Linked DNA regions of Rattus norvegicus: region 2 is linked to region 1. Evidence: chromatin contacts called from public Hi-C data. All regions are on one chromosome and are shown on one strand. The core of a region is the stretch at or near the end of the contact, and the rest is flanking DNA. Distances in the headings are between cores, read along the strand shown.

What was found. A called contact is a pair of places that touch in the nucleus more often than the background predicts.
Region 2: a contact with region 1 is called in a Hi-C map of the A7r5 cell line, with 2.1 times the contacts expected there. The contact joins the promoter of Ltbp1 here to the enhancer-like site in region 1. A contact is called at or near these places in 6 of 12 Hi-C or Micro-C datasets (the A7r5 cell line, Schwann cells, kidney and 2 more).

What each region holds. Positions count from the first base shown.
Region 1 is chr6:26,089,166-26,094,141 of GRCr8, reverse strand. All of the region lies in intron 3 of Ltbp1 (latent transforming growth factor beta binding protein 1), which reads left to right. Among named protein-coding and RNA genes, the nearest start is that of Ltbp1, 86 kb to the left of the region's middle. Within about 2 kb of position 1,576, at least 21 of the 93 cell types and tissues checked have an H3K27ac peak or open chromatin away from gene starts, as enhancers often do.
Region 2 is chr6:26,173,987-26,178,787 of GRCr8, reverse strand. It overlaps Ltbp1 (latent transforming growth factor beta binding protein 1), which reads left to right and starts at 1,487. Exons shown (of 34, transcript NM_021587.2): 1 at 1,487-2,283; 2 at 3,242-3,312. The coding sequence starts at 1,808.

The sequences.
Region 1 (4,976 bases), core at 327-2,826:
AAAGTATGAAACAGAGATTGCATATTTATTTTGAGACATTTTTCCCTAAGTAATGGACTTTTTGTTTCAGGTGCGGCATGTATTTGTTTAGTTAACTGTTAAGGTCTAAAGTTGCCCGGAAGGTTTTTATGATTTGCTCTGTAGGTGACTCAACCCGGGTGACCTCTACATGATAGAAGTCACAGTATTGCTTCAGAACTGGAAACTCTAGAGCTAGTGAAAAAGTTCTGTTTCTTAAAATTAAAAAAAATAAAGTCCACATGTATTCATGTCCAAATATATTTAGGGTATTCATAAAAAATAAAGAGATGATCAAGCTTTCAGCTATATATCCTCTGCATTGAAATCTTTCATCCTGGAAGAAGCCTCATTAAGACTCAGGAAGAAAATGAAACTTAACAAGATTCAGGAATTAAGCACAGTTTACAAGTCTCAGGAAGTTCCTGCAGTTTAGGAGATTCACAAGACCCCTCTGCATGGTTATATAAGCAGTAACAGTTGCTAGGGAGAAAGTAGCGAAATTATTTGCAGGTGTAAGTTATCCTCATGCTGGTCAGACTTCAGTGATGTGGTTGTCTTTGAGCCATCCACACTCCTTTAATAAACTCTCTGGTTCATTAAGCTAGACTAGGAGGGAATTGTTTCTTTGGTGTTTTGTTAGTTCCTTGTTTGGGGTGGAAAGGTATTTGTTCATGCTTCCCAAGGGAAAGTCTCACAGCAAAGCTCTGTTAGGAAGTCTTTGACAAAAACAAGCAAACAACAAAACAAAACATAACACCAAAAACAAAATGGGAGGATTTTCAATCTCACATATCTCATTATTTCATATATACCAGGTACTATGCTAACAACTAGTATAAATATTCTTTCATTTCAGTAAATAAGGGGTAGCAGGAATTATTTTTCTTTGCTTCACATTATTTCTAGAGAAATTTAAACAAGTAAATACACTATTTTTAATTTTACAGATTTAATTTTTGTTTTATGTACACAAGTGTTTTGCTTGTATATACATAATTCCATGGCATGTATGCTGGATGTCTGTTGAGGCTGGGAAAGGATATTGGATTCTCTGGAACTGGAGCTGTGGACAGATGCCAGGAGCCGTGTTAGTTCTCGGAACTGAACCTGGGCCCTCTACAGGAATAGAAAGTGCTCATAACTTCTGAGCCATCTCTCTAGCCCCTATAGCTATCTTTTTATAGGACAAAATATATGTGATACTATGTATGCCTTCTAATAAAGTCACATATTTGACATCCTCTGTCAAAGTCTAGTTCTGGTGTTGATGGGGCTGGAACTAATAAGCAAGTGATTCATTGAATCCTTCCCTGTGGGTACCAGGTCCTGTTTCAAATCACAGTTGTAGTATGTGAAGTGTAGCTAGATGCTAGCATTACAAACTAATTACTTCTAGATGCTTTGCTGTGGCCAGTATGGGCAATTAGGTGAGAGCACCGAAGAGTTTCCTGCTGCATCGGAAACACTGCAGCCGTAGTTCGGGAATTTATAGCCACCACAGAGCTTTGCAGGGAGGGATTGAGTATGTGTGGTGCTCTTTCCAGGAAGAGCTAGCAGCCTCTAAAAACTAAGCGGCTGCCAGTGAGCTGGCTTCTTTTTGTATGGGGACACTGCCTCTAGTGTTGAGGAAAGTAATTCACACTAGGAAATAGTCCAAGATTCTGATGCTCTCTTGAAAGCGAGTTGGTTTCTTGCTGTCTGCTGTATAGGAGATCCCAGATGAACAACATTCTTCAAATAGCTTTGGCTCTATTCTGCACTCAGGCAGGCCCGGAATGGTGTGCCTCAAAGGCCTCAGGAGTTATCAATGCAGTGTCGTAAACCTGCTTTCCACAGGTCTTCCCAGGGACTGCTGGCCTATTCCTTAGTCCAGAGCTCTGAAGGGCACATATGCGTATGGTTTGTATAATAGCTGTCCTTGGTGGCTTGCAGCTCACAGGGCATCTTCTTCTCAGATGGTGTTTTTCTTCCTTTCTTCTTCTGGATTGTTTTTGAGGTCCTGCCGTTGTGGACTCACATATGTATAGAGTTAGAATCTGACAGACAATACTTGATAGCTGGCTGCTTTGTATTTTTGTGCTAAAATTAATCTACATCTCAGATTGTCTTAGCACCAGTGAAAATAGAAATGGATCCTGGATCCACCAAGAGCCTTTGAAAACACTAGTGAGTGTTAGTGTAATTAAAGTTGTTGGAAGTTTAACTGTGTAAGGCTAATACTTAGCACAATGGTGGGATATTGAGTGGGTTTTTTTTTCCTGCCTTTTGGGTCAGCTGGACGGCTACTGAGGGTTTCATTATGTGAATGCATTTAAAGTAAACTATTTATAAACCTCCTTAATGCAGTTGTGCTTTAATGTTTGGATGCTAGAGTCTGCATGGATCCCAGAATGGATTTGGTATTCCATATCATGTTGGAATGATGACAGGCTATGGGAGCATAAGACAATGCTGGCACATTTTCAAAGACATTCCTCCCCGGTCTGGGTACTGTAATAAACACAACTGCAGTTCGCTCAATTCATTATACACACAATGTGTGCAACAGTTTGGAAGTGTCTTTTTTTTTTTAAATTCCTTTTATTTTCTTTCCCCCCTCCTCCTCCTCCTCTTCCTCCTCCTCCTCCTCCTCCTACTCCTCCTCCTCCTCCTCCTACTCCTCTTCCTCCTCCTCCTCCTCCACTACCTCCTCTGGTTTTAGAGGATTATGTAGAGAACTAGGAATAGCATCTATCTGGTAAAAACAGAAGTTAGGTTTGACCTTTTCTTTAAAAAGAAAAAAAAATATCAGCTGGATAATTCAGTGTGAACGTCCCGCAGCAGTCTGCTTACAAAGGGGCTTGCGTTAGGAAGTGTGGGTGCAAGTTGCTTGTGCAAGATTTCGCTATCGGGCAGCAGGTGGCAAGCTTTGCTTTTCAGTGTTCCCCTGTCTTATTTTTTTTATACCACAGGATGCCAAGATTCGAAGAGGGTGGTTTGAGTCCACTAGAATATGTCATTTCTTGGCCTCGCAGCCTTGAACCGCCTCCTTTCTCACTGTCAGTAATCGCCTTTCTTTGGATACCATTGCTGACCTTCAGTTCCCCTGTTGCAGATGGATAGGAATTAATTCATATGAGCAAGGCTTTATTCTCTTGATTTTAGCAACATGTTCCTAATAGAGAGAGTAAATTAGAAACAAGTGAGTTTAAGGCAGGCCCCATGCGATTTATATGGATTTGGTTGTGCCATTTCATTTAATAATGAATTGTGTGTGTGTGACACACACACACACACACACACACACACACACACACACATTTCTAACTAGCTAAGTGCCTCACTGTGGAGGTGAGAGGGAAGGGTATCTGAAGTGCGTTCTAGGAAAGTATTTGAAAACAGAGAAGAAAAATGCACTCCGAGACCAGAATGGCAAATGGGTTTCCTGGTGTGCATACTCAGAATTTGAACGATTGGAGCTGAGCTGGGGGCTTTGCATGTGCTCTTCAGTCTCTTGGCCACTGATCTACACCCTGTGCTTTAGGATTGGAATTTGAAGTCTAGAAAAGAATTCACACTTGGAGAGAACCACGAAGAGGCAGACACTGAATCCTTCTCTAGTTTATTCGTTTGTACTTTTCAATAGTACGTGTCACGTTTTAGATATTTTAATGTGATGTAAAGAATGGAAAATAATGAAAAAAACAAAAAACAAAAAACAAAAAGAAACCCCAAACCTTGATCACTGTGAGCGTTTGAGTCCCCTAGTGGTCAGCATCGGCTCGGTGCTCAATTATCTTTCCTGGCCCGTTTGTTAGGACAGAGTACACACAGGGTTTATTTTTGCATCCATTTGTTCTGTATATGTTCTTGCTTTTTTAATGTTAAGGCTCTGCATTTTAACTTTTCTTGCTCAAACACACGCTACCTGTAAGCAGATACGTAGTGTATACAGAGAGTATAAACACCACGCTCTCGGACCTACTTCCTACCTGAGACCCTTAGTGCCGGTCATCTCCTTAGAGGCATACTGTGTGACCCTTCATGACCTCCTTATCCTGATCTTTCCCGGGAAGGAATTCCTGCCAATCATTACCTACTGCACAGATATTTAGGTATTCTAGAACATGGTTCTACAGGGTTTTGCATTCGGCTTTTAACCAAGTAAAATCCTGTTCTTCATGCAGACGACGTTCAGGTTCCCATTGGTTTGCCTGCTTCCCAATCACATGTGTAGGAGAGGGCTATCATTATTTCTGTGAAGAATAGCTGGGTTGTTTCCAGCGTCTGGCCGTTTACTGTGTGGTTATGGAGAACATTTTTACACAAATCTTGCATTGCACATTGTTTTTACAAAAGGTTTTTTTTTTTTTTTTTTTTTTTTACTGAAATAGGGATCAAAATGTTGTAGCAATTTTTAATCCCGGCCCCGGGGTTTCTACCCTAGCTTTGACCCACACTACCTTTACATTTACAATTAGCCTTAATCAGCACAGGAGCTAGGCGGATACCTATCCTCTTTGCTATTAGAACCTATTTTCAATCAATAAACTCGAGTTACTACTGTGTTACGCTGTTCTTAGCTCCAATTGGCCAGTCCTCAGGGACACATTTTTATGGCTCACCCAATCCATAGCAGCTTCTCCTCCTACTCTATCTCCTCCTCCTACTGCTACTTTACCTCCAACCCTATGCATGGGAAACCTAAACCCCACCCATGTCTCTTCTGTCCAGCTATTGGCTGTTGGCATCTTTATTTACCAATCAGAATTAACTTGGGGGCAGGGTCACAGGTCTCCGTGCAGACGCCACGTCTTGCTCCCACTCCACACTTAGCGTTACAATAGACAGCAAGCCCAAACCTCAACAAAATGTTTCCCCTGTGTTAAGGATCAGTTTGGTTTCACTTACCTTGTGTTTTAGACACTGATACTCCCAATGCGATGCCCTTCTTGTAGCGCTTTCTTAGCAACCAT
Region 2 (4,801 bases), core at 238-2,737, 85 kb before region 1:
CTTTCCTTCTTTCCTTCTTTCTTTCTTCTTTTTGATGGTAGTGGCTCTCAGACAGTGCTCCCTCTGGAAGCCTGTGTTCAGGCCTCCAGGCCCAGTCTTCTCAGATCAAATACTCACCGGCATGTCAGCCATATGCAGATTGAAGTAGGTGACTAGATTGCTTCCTCAACTTGAAATGAGTTTTCCCACCATCAATATTTCTTAACTCAGTCTCACTTGCTACCAGTTGTCCTGAGCTGGTGCACAGAAAGCCAGCAAACGACAATCAAAAGTACTAATGTGTGAGAAAACCCAAGGCTGGGAAAAAGCCCCTTTTAGCTCACTTTTGAAAATATTCCTTTATTTTATGTGTGTCACTGCTTTGCATGAATATATATATATATGTATATATATGTATATATGCATCTGAAGGTCAGAAGAGAGCATCAAGTCTCCTGGAGCTGGAGGTTTGGATGGTTGTGAACTAACATGTGGGTGCTGGGAATCTAATTCAGGTCCGATGAAAGAGCAGCCAGTGCATTTAACCACCCACCAAGCTATTTCTCCAGTCTCTGGCGCTTTCTTTTTTAAATATACAGTTATTTTAATGGACTTTTGATTTCAGTCATGTAAAAATAGCATTCATTCTGTTGACATTGTTTTAATTCAGATGTTAGCAGTAAAGATGCCATTACCTGGTTTTCTTCAAAGTCTCTTTTGCAGGAGAAAGAGGAGAGAAGAGGAGAGGAGAGGAGAGGGGAGGGGAGGGGAGGGGAGGGGAGGGGAGGGGAGGGGAGGGGAGGGGAGGGGAGGGGAGGAGAGAGAGAGAGAGAGAGAGAGAGAGAGAGAGAGAGAGAGAGAGAGAGAGAGAGAGAGAGAGAGAGAGAGAATGAATCCCTAAATGCTCCGTTCCACTGCGAGGACCACCGGCTGGGCAGCCTCTGCTTTTTTCTTCATCTACATGGGCGCCCCCTGCTGCCCATCCCGCATTCTTGACCCTCCAATGCCAGGAGCAGGGTACCACAAAGTCTTCCGGAGGTTGCAGTCCTAAAGAAAACCTTCCTTCCGACTAATAGAGATAATCACTTTCCAATGGACAGCTTGCCCTACCTGGGATAGCCTTTTCTGGGACCGGACCTAGTGTTCAAATTCAACTCCTGCAGACAGTATCCAAACAAACTCGGGTAAAACACTTCTAAACTGTTATTACTCGAATCCTTTTCGGCCGCTAGAAGGAAAGGGCCGTTCTTCCCTCACCTTGCTGAGCTCTTTGTCTTCTCCTGGGACTGGGGAGCCGGAACCCTTGTCCACTCGACCCACAGTCCCAATCTTTGGATGCGGAGGGTGGCGGCTCATTCTCCGGCTCATCTCAAGCTTTCCCCAATTAGGATTTGCTGCCTGACGTCACGTCTGCCGCAGATTGGCTGTTCAGATCTGACACAGGGCTCCACCGGGGAGAAGAAACTTTTAAAAGACTTTGCAGCCGGGGCTGCCTCTGAGCGTCCAGCGCTCACGGTCGTCCTCGCCCACCCTCGCGGGGTCGGCGCCCATAGCACCTCAGCAGCACCCGGCGACACCCCGGCTGAGCCAGGGGACCCTCACCTTGAGCAGCCCGCGCCCCTCCCCTCCTCTCCACCCCAGCTCCCGCCCCCTGCTCGCCTCCGCTCCCGGCTGGGGTCCGCTGCCGCTCAGCCGCCCGCAAAGCTCCCTCCCTGCGGCCACCCAGTTGGCCTCCACCCCGCGGCGCACAGGCTCTCCGCGGAGTCCTCGGGGATACCGAGGGAGTGCGCCGGGGCAGGGCGAGTCGCACGGCCGGAGACTGCCCGCGATGGCGGGAGCCTGGCTCAGGTGGGGACTCCTGCTCTGGGCAGGGCTGCTAGCGTGGTCTGCGCACGGCCGGGTGCGGAGGATCACGTACGTGGTGCGCCCGGGCCCGGGACTGCCGGCCGGAACCCTGCCTCTGGCTGGGCCCCCGCGGACCTTCAACGTCGCACTGGACGCCAGGTACAGCCGGAGCTCAACAGCCACCTCCAGCCGCTCCTTGGCCGGGCCCCCAGCCGAGCGGACCCGGCGCACCAGCCAGCCTGGCGGCGCGGCCCTGCCCGGGCTCCGATCTCCGCTGCCACCCGAGCCCGCGCGTCCGGGGGCGCCCAGCCGGCAGCTCCACTCAAAGGCCGGTGCTCAGACCGCGGTCACTCGCTTCGCCAAACATGGCAGGCAAGTCGTGCGCTCCAAAGTGCAGCAGGACACGCAGAGCTCCGGGGGCTCCAGACTGCAGGTTCAGCAGAAGCAGCAGCTGCAGGGGTAAGCCCACGCTCCGCCTGCCCCGCGCGCTGGGACCCGGCGGGGCCAGTGCACCGTCTCCTCCCCGCCGGGGGCGCTGCGGGAAGGGGTGGGCGCGGGGGAAGCCCGCTCACTTTTTTACTGGTGTTTAACTCCGAGTGCATTGTTACCGAGCTGCAGGGAAACACAAAAGGCATTTATTTCTTTCCCGGGGCGTAACCTCCTGTGCGCAAACCCTTCAGCTCTTAGACTATGGGCGTAAACATGAAGTCACTACAGCTTAATCCCAAGGCATCAATTAAACTTCTTGCAACTCGGTTTTTTATTTTGGTTTACCTAATGAAAAAGGGATTGTGAGTGAAAGCTGGCTCTAAAGCTCTAAAGCTCTCCTTGAGCATCCCAGAAATTGTAGACTTGGGTTTCCTGGCACCTGTGGGTCCTAAATTGGTAAGAGGTTGGGATGAGATTCCACATGGACCGCAGTAGGGGTTGGAAAGTTTGTTATTCGGTGCTGCTAAATATCCCTACTGCACGCCTTTCTCCCCATTAATCACAAGTTGGGATGGGGGCGACTTAATTTGGACATTTGGCTTCTTCCCCCAACTCCCAGGGATGGATCCTCAGGGTGATCTCACTCTTTTGGCGGGGGGGGGGGGGATGGGGGGTGCGTCAGTGAAGCAAAGTGGGCCTAGAGAATATGAAGAATACTTTTGACTGTTTTAATTTGGAGTTTGAGACAACCATTTGTTTGGATTTTAAGTCTCCATGCCTGTTCTGCAGATCCAGTGGTTCCTCCCTCCTTCCCAGATGAATGGTCCTAGACCCTTACAGCTGAGCAACTTTGGGCTGGGCATCCTGTGGGCACACTTTAGAGCTCTCTCTAATCTAGAGGAACGTGGAAGCAAGAGACTAACTTTTCAGGAACTCTCTGGAAGCTTGAGTTCACTGCTCTGGACTCAGGGGTCTCACTTTGTTTCAGGATCAATGTCTGTGGAGGGCAGTGCTGCCATGGGTGGAGTAAGGCCCCGGGCTCCCAGAGGTGCACCAAACGTAAGTCACAGCAACCTTGGACAATGGACCAGGTGGGGCTGTATGTGTGTGGGGAGTTGGGGGAGGGGAGGGTCAGGTTGGGGTTGGGGAGGTTCCTCAGAGGCCTCTTGAAGAGGCAGGCAGTTTCACCCCGGAAGGTGAAATCTGAAATACAGTACACCTGCAGCCTGTATAACCATCTAGGAAGGACTGGATTATGACATCCAAGATGCCTTGCGCTCAACCCTGGCGTTTATGACTGTCTCACTTGGGGAAAAAAAAATCCCACGTGACGGTAGGCTGTGCGCCAGAACCAATACGATTAATCTAATGGTATTTACACCAACAATTAAAAAGCATTCGTTGACGTGATGTCAGAAGAGGAATGGAAATTAGGGCACCCTTTCCCAGAGTAAGGCAGGAATAGTTGCACACTGGGCATCGAACTTAAGGCTACCCACGTGCTCAGCAAGCTCTCTACCAATGAGCGATTCATACATGTGCATCAGTACACACAGCCCTGCCCGCTCCTGGATTTACAGACCTAAGCCAACCAGGCCCGATGTTAAAAGCTTCCTGAAAAGAGCGACAAGCATCATCCAACCTCGAGGTCCAGTTATTTTCCAGAATCTTCCTGCACTCGGGGCTTTGCCAGTTCAAATGCTTGCTTAACAATATTGAAAAAAAGTTAATTACACATAGATATAAGAACACTGAAGAATATTTCTTATAAACATTATAAAGTTAAAGATAAAGGTAAATGCATATTGAAGGCCCCCCCCACAAGTCAACTGGGAATAGAAAAAATTCACCTCCACTGTAAAAAGAGCAAGTGTTAGAATTTTTATTAGTTTTCAAAATATTTTATATGTATGTGTGCATGAATGTCTGCACACTATGTACATGCCTACTACGTGTAGAGGCCAGAAGGAGTCGGATCCTAGAACTATAGATCATATAGAGTTACAGATGGTTGTGAGCCGCCATGTTGGTGCTGGGACTCGAACCCAGATCCTCTGCAGGAGCATCCAATGCTCTTAATCACCGAATCATTCTAGGTCTCAAAGTGAGCATTGTTAGAGGCTCTCTTTGTAGAGCTTGAGCTGTTATCCTGTAAACTGGAGTTTCAAATTTCAGCTGCTTATGGACTTGTATTTTCTAATAGAACTCATGTGCCTTTTGGTTTGGGTCTTGTAATACTGATGAGTGAATAAAAACTGGATGCGATCATTCTGATGACCTTGTTTGATGAAAAATGCCTTTAGTCCCTGAGGTAAACAGAAGGGTTTTAAGAGGATGAAAAGGAACTGTCTCCGTGTTTTAGGATTTGGGCAAGCGTAAAGCAATGATGACTGACTTAAGACCTAAGGGCCAAACTCCAGCTGTTGGCCCAGAAACGGTTAGGCTAGTAGCCATTGTAAATTAAAGCATTATTATTATTATTATTATTATTATTATTATTATTATTATTATTATTATTACTGACACAAGGTCTCTCTACATAGCCCTT